Linked DNA regions of Hordeum vulgare: region 1 is linked to region 2. The links are chromatin contacts, called in public Hi-C maps. All regions are on one chromosome and are shown on one strand. The core of a region is the stretch at or near the end of the contact, and the rest is flanking DNA. Distances in the headings are between cores, read along the strand shown.

The links. A called contact is a pair of places that touch in the nucleus more often than the background predicts.
Region 1: a Hi-C map of seedling shows a contact between it and region 2, with 7 times the contacts expected there. The contact joins the promoter of LOC123452911 here to the promoter of LOC123452413 in region 2. A contact is called at or near these places in 3 of 6 Hi-C or Micro-C datasets (leaf and seedling) and 1 of 1 datasets of contacts at active chromatin or transcription factors (embryo).

What each region holds. Positions count from the first base shown.
Region 1 is chr5H:60,723,200-60,726,427 of MorexV3_pseudomolecules_assembly, reverse strand. It overlaps LOC123452911 (extra-large guanine nucleotide-binding protein 1-like), which reads right to left and starts at 1,646. Exons shown (of 8, transcript XM_045129649.1): 1 at 378-1,646. The coding sequence starts at 1,394.
Region 2 is chr5H:60,550,800-60,554,088 of MorexV3_pseudomolecules_assembly, reverse strand. LOC123452413 (reticulon-like protein B18) reads right to left here and starts at 1,261. Exons shown (of 8, transcript XM_045129062.1): 1 at 661-1,261; 2 at 415-574; 3 at 242-316; 4 at 18-156. The coding sequence starts at 1,213.

The DNA.
Region 1 (3,228 bases), core at 397-2,896, 170 kb before region 2:
CTAGATGGATTTCTTTCAAAAAAGAGGGAAAACCTCGGGCCTGAACTCTAGATGGATGTCGAATAGAAAGTGAATGTGTTTGGGTAGAAACCGCCTATATTTTTGGTCGAAAGCTGTTTCTATTTTTGGATGACGCGTGGATGATGTGAGTGAGAGTGGCGGGCACTGGTAGTTACCATGCTGTTGGAAAAACATTTGTCCATGTCCGACAAATGTGTGGAAATGCAGACGAAAAAATCACTACTGATTGGCTAAAATACAATTGTGACATCATACTATACGGTTAAAGAGGCCACCCAAAATAGGCTCACTAAGAAGACTGACAGACAAAGCAAACGATCAGATTAATTCTTGTGCCAAAACCTTGACCCACGTACCTTGCCCCAGAAGCCGGATACCTTGTCGTACCAATAGAAGCCAGGGCGGAGCCTAGAAGGAGGGCACGAGCATCCCTGCAGCAAAGCTAGCTCCTCCGGTGACAACTTAGCCCCATTAACGTAAATGTCCTCCGGTCGCAGCTGGTTCGCTGTGCATTCACGCTCGCTTCTCATGACGAGCTGCACCTCCGCCGCACTGATCAGCCGCCGCAGCACGCGTGAGCCTCTGCCCAGCGCGTTCCTCCTCGACTCGGCCACAGGACGCCCGATGCAGGACAAGCACTTGCGCCCCTCCGGCATAGACCCCATCGCCCGGAGCACGCAAGCCGAGCAGTACCGCGCGCCGCAGGCGAGGCACGACTCCATGTCCCCACGGCCCCAGAAGCCGCCTCCCTTCCCGCATCTGTAGCAGCCCCGAGACTTGGCTCCCGTGGGGTGGTTCCCCGCCTCGAAATGCGCCGGCGAGAGGGAGCCGCTGGATCGAGCTGCGGCAGGCATGGCCTCGTCGGCGGCTTCGTCCTCGTCGTCATCGTCCTCTTCCTCCTCCTCAGACGATTCGAGGAGGGAGCAGCTGGTCTCGGCAAAGGAGACGGTGGGCTGGTGGGGGACCGACGGCATCCCCGCCTCCTCCTCCTTGTCGTCGTCGTCGGCGTCAGAGGGGGAGGAGGGGAGCTCGGCGGAGTGGTGCGCGGCGGCGTGGTGGTTCTCGATGACGGAGGTCGGGGAGTCGGCGACCGCCTGGGCGCCACCCCCCGCGGGGCCGCCGGAGGAGCGAGGAGGCCCCGCCGCCTGCTGCTGCGCGTGGATGGCGGAGCAGAGGGAGGAGGGGGTGAGGGGCCGCACGACGGGGAGCGGCGAGGAGCCGGTGGGCGGCGGCGAGGAGGAGGAGGAGAGGGCGGCGAGCGGGATGTGGGAGAGGTCGAGCGGGATGGCGCGCGGCAGGGAGTAGGGGAGCGGCGGGCCGTCGTACTCCGCCGCGAAGGAGTACTCGCCGTCGCCGGCGACGGCGGAGGCCATGCCTGTCGGCGGCGGGGCGGAGCACGAGGCTGGGGCTAGCTAGCTAGGGTTCGGGGGGGAGCGGCATGGGGGGACGGGGAGGTGGGGAACCCTAGACGTGGGGAGAGGGGAAAGGTGGAGAGGAGAGAGTAGCTTTTTGGAGCATGCGCGAGGGAGGGAGGGAGCGGAGCGGAGATGGAGGAGGGGTCGTCGTGGAGAAGGAAGACTGCTGCTTTCGTCGTGCGCCGCGTCTATGGTGGACCAGTAGATCGTCCTCCCCTACCTGCTTCGACTCTGATGGGCTCCTTCTTTTCTTTTCCTTTTCTTTTTTGAGGGCTCCTTTTCCTTTCTTGGTGAGCTGCTTTGAGTTCCATTCTTATTTTACTAGTTTCTGGACAGATTATAATTTATCTTAACATGCACCAACTCTCTTTTTTTATTAAAAAACTTCCTAGTTACAGTAATTCTCATGAACTTTAAGTTAATCCTGCTATACCTAAATAACTGTGGTTGGAAAAACAAAACTCCAGTTCTCTTCAACTACAATTATTTAAGTATAGATATAGGAGTAGTAGTTAACATACATAGAGGGTCTAATCATTGAACTGATAAGACAAATCTTGATTCATATACATGGATGAATCAATAATGGTGTGGATTTAGACAGATTTAGAGTGTGTGCATCAATCTCCACTTAGTGACCCTGACAATTCTAGGACCCGTAATGGACATGTACTCTGGCAATCTCTCACTCATGATGTGGATTTCAACCAGAATAGATAGAGTATAAATGAAATGCGGGCGAAGAAAATGGAAGGAAAGGTGTGCAAGGGTAAAACTCGGATCATCATTGTCATGTGACATAGTCGTTTCCTCTATAAACGCGTATATTGTGAGGATGACAATGAGGATTGTGTGAGCAAGGTAGACGAACAGTCGCTGGACAATGCAATAAAACTCACAAAAAACAAGAATTATGAAAAAACAAACATATATGTGAGGGTCGTAGCATTCATTGGAAAGTACTACTCCTTGTATCCTACTCCCTTCGTCCGGGTTTATTAGGCATGTGGATTTATAAGGGCCCTTGTTGAAAAAATAGCTGAATAACACCTAAAATGCAAGAGCTTTAATGTTGCGCTAATTGAATTGGACATGCATGCATGCGTGTTTGGGCTCTGATTGGGCACTGCTTGGCGCATGCACGTGTGGGAGGAAGTGCGGGCATGAGAAGCGAAGCCGCTCACTGTGTTTCGAGGAACGACTGCACTTACTGCAGAATAAATCAAACTCGTCTTGGTTCCGCTGCTTTGGCTGAAAGGCCCAATAAACTCGGATGGAGGGAGTATAATACAACATATTGTTTGACAATGGAGGATTTGTGGCTCTCGGGTGCTACACATCCTTATATAAATATTAAATAAAAATACCAATATTTTTTCTAAAAAAGACTCAAGTTTTGGGATAACAAACATGGGTATCCATTCTACTCCTGTCTTTAGTTCCATGAGGAATGGTTGCTTGTCGTATTCTTAGTAAAAAAAATCGTTTGTGTAGAAAAAAACTAAAATTCGTATGTTAGACCGTATTTTCTTCTCCACAGATACCACGAACATCCATTCCTCATGAAAAATAATGGTGGAGTAGGATAAGCACCCAGGTTTGATATCCCAAAAAATCATCAAAATCCACTTTTTGAAATTAAGCCGTGAGTTTTTTTTTGAAATTAACTTAAGCCATGAGTTGAGTCAATCTCAATTATACCTCGCCATCCATCGGGCCGGGTCGGGTTTCGGGCCGGACCTGACCAAACCCGACGTAAAAAACCTAGGCCCAAGCCCGGCCCAGCACTAAG
Region 2 (3,289 bases), core at 12-2,511:
TACAATTTAATGCTTACTTTGAGAGTCGTCGATGGGTTGCCCGAGAAGATCACTTGTGCCGTGGATATGATGGAGTTAGCAATCGGCAACACAGCTCCGGCAGCGCGAAGAAAATCTTTTTCAGTCAACTCGAAGTTCCTTTCCCTCACCGGTTGCCTGATACAAATGCGAACTGGAATTACTTGCTGGGTTCAAGCAGAGTAACGAATTGATGATCACTGGTTCGTACTTCATATTATACCTCTGTGGTACAGAATCCTTAAAGAAGGCTAGACCCAAAACCATAACGCCCAGCTGACAAAATACAGAAAATGGGCTGTACAGATGGTCACCCGAAACTCATACGAGATCAGCACAGGAAGAAACATAGAGCAATGTATGAATTTGAGGCGAAACAGTAGCAGATCAGCATACCTGAAAGCGATCTCTCTTGAAAAGGAGCAAGAGAGGAAGAACATGGATCCCATCCCGAACCAGAGTGCTGATTTCGCCACGTCCTTCCACATCACTAGCTCGACGATCCTTTCCCAGAGACTTTCCCATCCGGACTGCTCCAGAGCGTCAGTTTCTGTGGCTGAAACAACAGCCACAACAGTTAGCACAAAGTGAACATTCGGATCTAGCAATGCTGTCCTCAACCAGTAATCTAGCCATGCTCACCATGAGTGGCATCCGCAGGAGCCGGAAGCAAAGCCAAGCTCGTGTTATCCTCCTTCTCTGGGGCGGCGGCCGCCGCCACCACCGCCTTGTCCACAGCCACCGCGGCCGCGACCTTGGACGTCACCCTGGAGGACCTCCTCCTGCGCGCCTTCCTAACGGCTTCCTCCTCCGGATCGACCTCCTTCTCCAACCTCCGCCTAGCCCGCCTCGCGTTCCTCGGCGAGGCCGCCGCGGGCGTGGCGCGCCGCCGCCTGGGAGGCGTCCCCGCCATCTCCAGGCTCGAATCCACGCCTGCCCCGGCCGCGCCCCGCTGGCCCGAGCGGGTGCGGCGGGAGGTCGGGGACGGGGACAGCAGGAGCAGTTCGTGGAGCGAGTACCCGCCGGAAAGCTGCAGCGGCGACGGCAGGGGCGACCTCTGGCCCGTCGGCTTCGGCGGCGGCGTCGCCATGGGTTCCTCCTCCGCCGCGGGAGAGGAGTGGTGGTACGGAGGCGTCCGAAGCTTCGAGGATGGGGCCGGCGACAGCGAGGAGGGGTTCATGGCCATGGCCGCCATGTGTTGGTCGATTTGCTTGACTGCTTCAGTTTGCTTTGGTCTGTGCGGGTTTGGGAGTCCTGGCGGAGTTTAAAGGTCAAGGGCGGTCAGGGATGAAAGCGAAACTACATAGATTCGCTGGGCCCACGTATCAGAGAGCAGACGCGCGATATAGCCGTTGCAGGGTTCGACAGGCGGCCTGGTCACGTGGCGGGTGGGCTGGGTGAGTCGCGAATGGCCCGTTGGGGAGTTTAGGGCCTGTTCGGAACTTCGAACGAAAGATTGGGACCTCCTATGGGGAAAACCGACGCCTGCAGCACTCCGCAATGGGCTGGCCCATGAAAAGATCCTTCATGAACGTTCTTTAGCCCGTGAACTTTTATTGAAATCGGTTAACTTTTTTGAAAATCGATGAATTGTTTTTGGAAATTCGTGAACATTTCTGAAAATCAATGAAGATAAATTAAAATTAATGATTTTTTTTAAATCAGTGAACTGTTTTCAAAATCTGGTGAACTTTTTTCAAAATCAGTGAACTGTTTTTAAAAATTGATGATTCTTTTCGAATTCTATAAACATTTTGAAAATCCATGAACATATTTCAAAAAATTGGTGAACTTTTTTAATAATAATTGAACTTTTTTTGTAAATCTGAACTTTTCGAAATTATGTGAACTTTTTTCATACTTTTAATGACCAACGCATTTTTACATGGGCCGACCCAGGAGGAGGAGCGCTGGAGGCGCCGCTTTCCCTAACGGCGCTGAAGGCGCCGAATAGGAAGTCCCACTCTTATCCGCCGCTAGTTGCGGCAACTGCCGAGCGGACACACATGGGTCGCCCAATTGGGCCGCCCAAGTTAGCGACCAGTAACGAATCTGGAGACCACAAAAAAAGTTAGCCACCAGCAGTTGAAAAATCTAAAACATTTCAGTAAAAATATCATAACATTTTTTAAATAACCAGGACATTTTTCAAATTTCAGAACATCTTTTTAAATTTTGGAGCATTTTTACATATCCAGAATATTTTTTCGGATTCTGTAACATTTTTCTAAATTCCTGAACATTTTTTAAATTATGGAACATTTTTCAAATACCGGCAAAATTTTCAAATATTCGAATCTTTTTTCAAATTTCGGAACATTTCTTTTGAAATATTCGAAACATTTTAATAAAAATATCAGAACCTTTTTTTCATATTCCGGAACATAGTTTTCCAACCTTTTTCCAAATTTCAGAGCATTTCTTTTGAAAAATTCGAAACATTCTAAGAAAAATATCGGAAATTTTTTTAAATTCCGGAACATTTTTATTAAATTCCGAAGAATTTTTTCAAATCCAGAACAATTTTTCGAATTCTATAACGTTTTTTAAAATTCCTGAACATTTTTCAAATTCTGAAACATTTTTTCAAATGCCGAAACAATTTTTCAAATTTCGGAACATTTTTAAAACAGAAACAAAAAAAAGAATAAAGAAAAAAAACCGGTTCAGGGAATCTTCTAGAAAGTTCCCAAAACCAGAAAAATCGGCTGGAAACCTCTAGAAGGTTCCTAAACCGGAGGTGCTCGCATGCAAATGGGTCGGCCCATTCCCAAACGGTGCCGTGTGCGAAGCCTCGACACGGCGACGCAAAGAGCGTCAAATAGGGATTTCCCGAAAGATTCCTCGTAGGAATTTTCACATCGAACAAGGAAAAAAGTAGCCCACTATAACAAAATAGTATCACCCTTAAAAATTATTATTACCATGCTATTGATAAGACATTGTATATTCATTTATTTAGCGAGTCATTCCTCGTTACATTATTTTTTTCAGTGCCCTTGACGCGTTCGGAGCGAAGGGAAAAACTGCTATGGATAGTAAAACCTGCCAAGAGTCCAAACATTCACACATTTTTTTTATTACTATGTAATATTTTATTTTTACTATGACCAGAACCAATATTTCGCTGTTCACTTGTTCCTGCATTGAAGATCATAGAAAATATATGTATATTGTTCATAGAGAGTAAACTGGAGAGTGTAGAGTCATGTAATTATCTTTCATTTAGTATACCCCTTGTTTTTTCTACCTTGAAGAAAGTAAGCACATC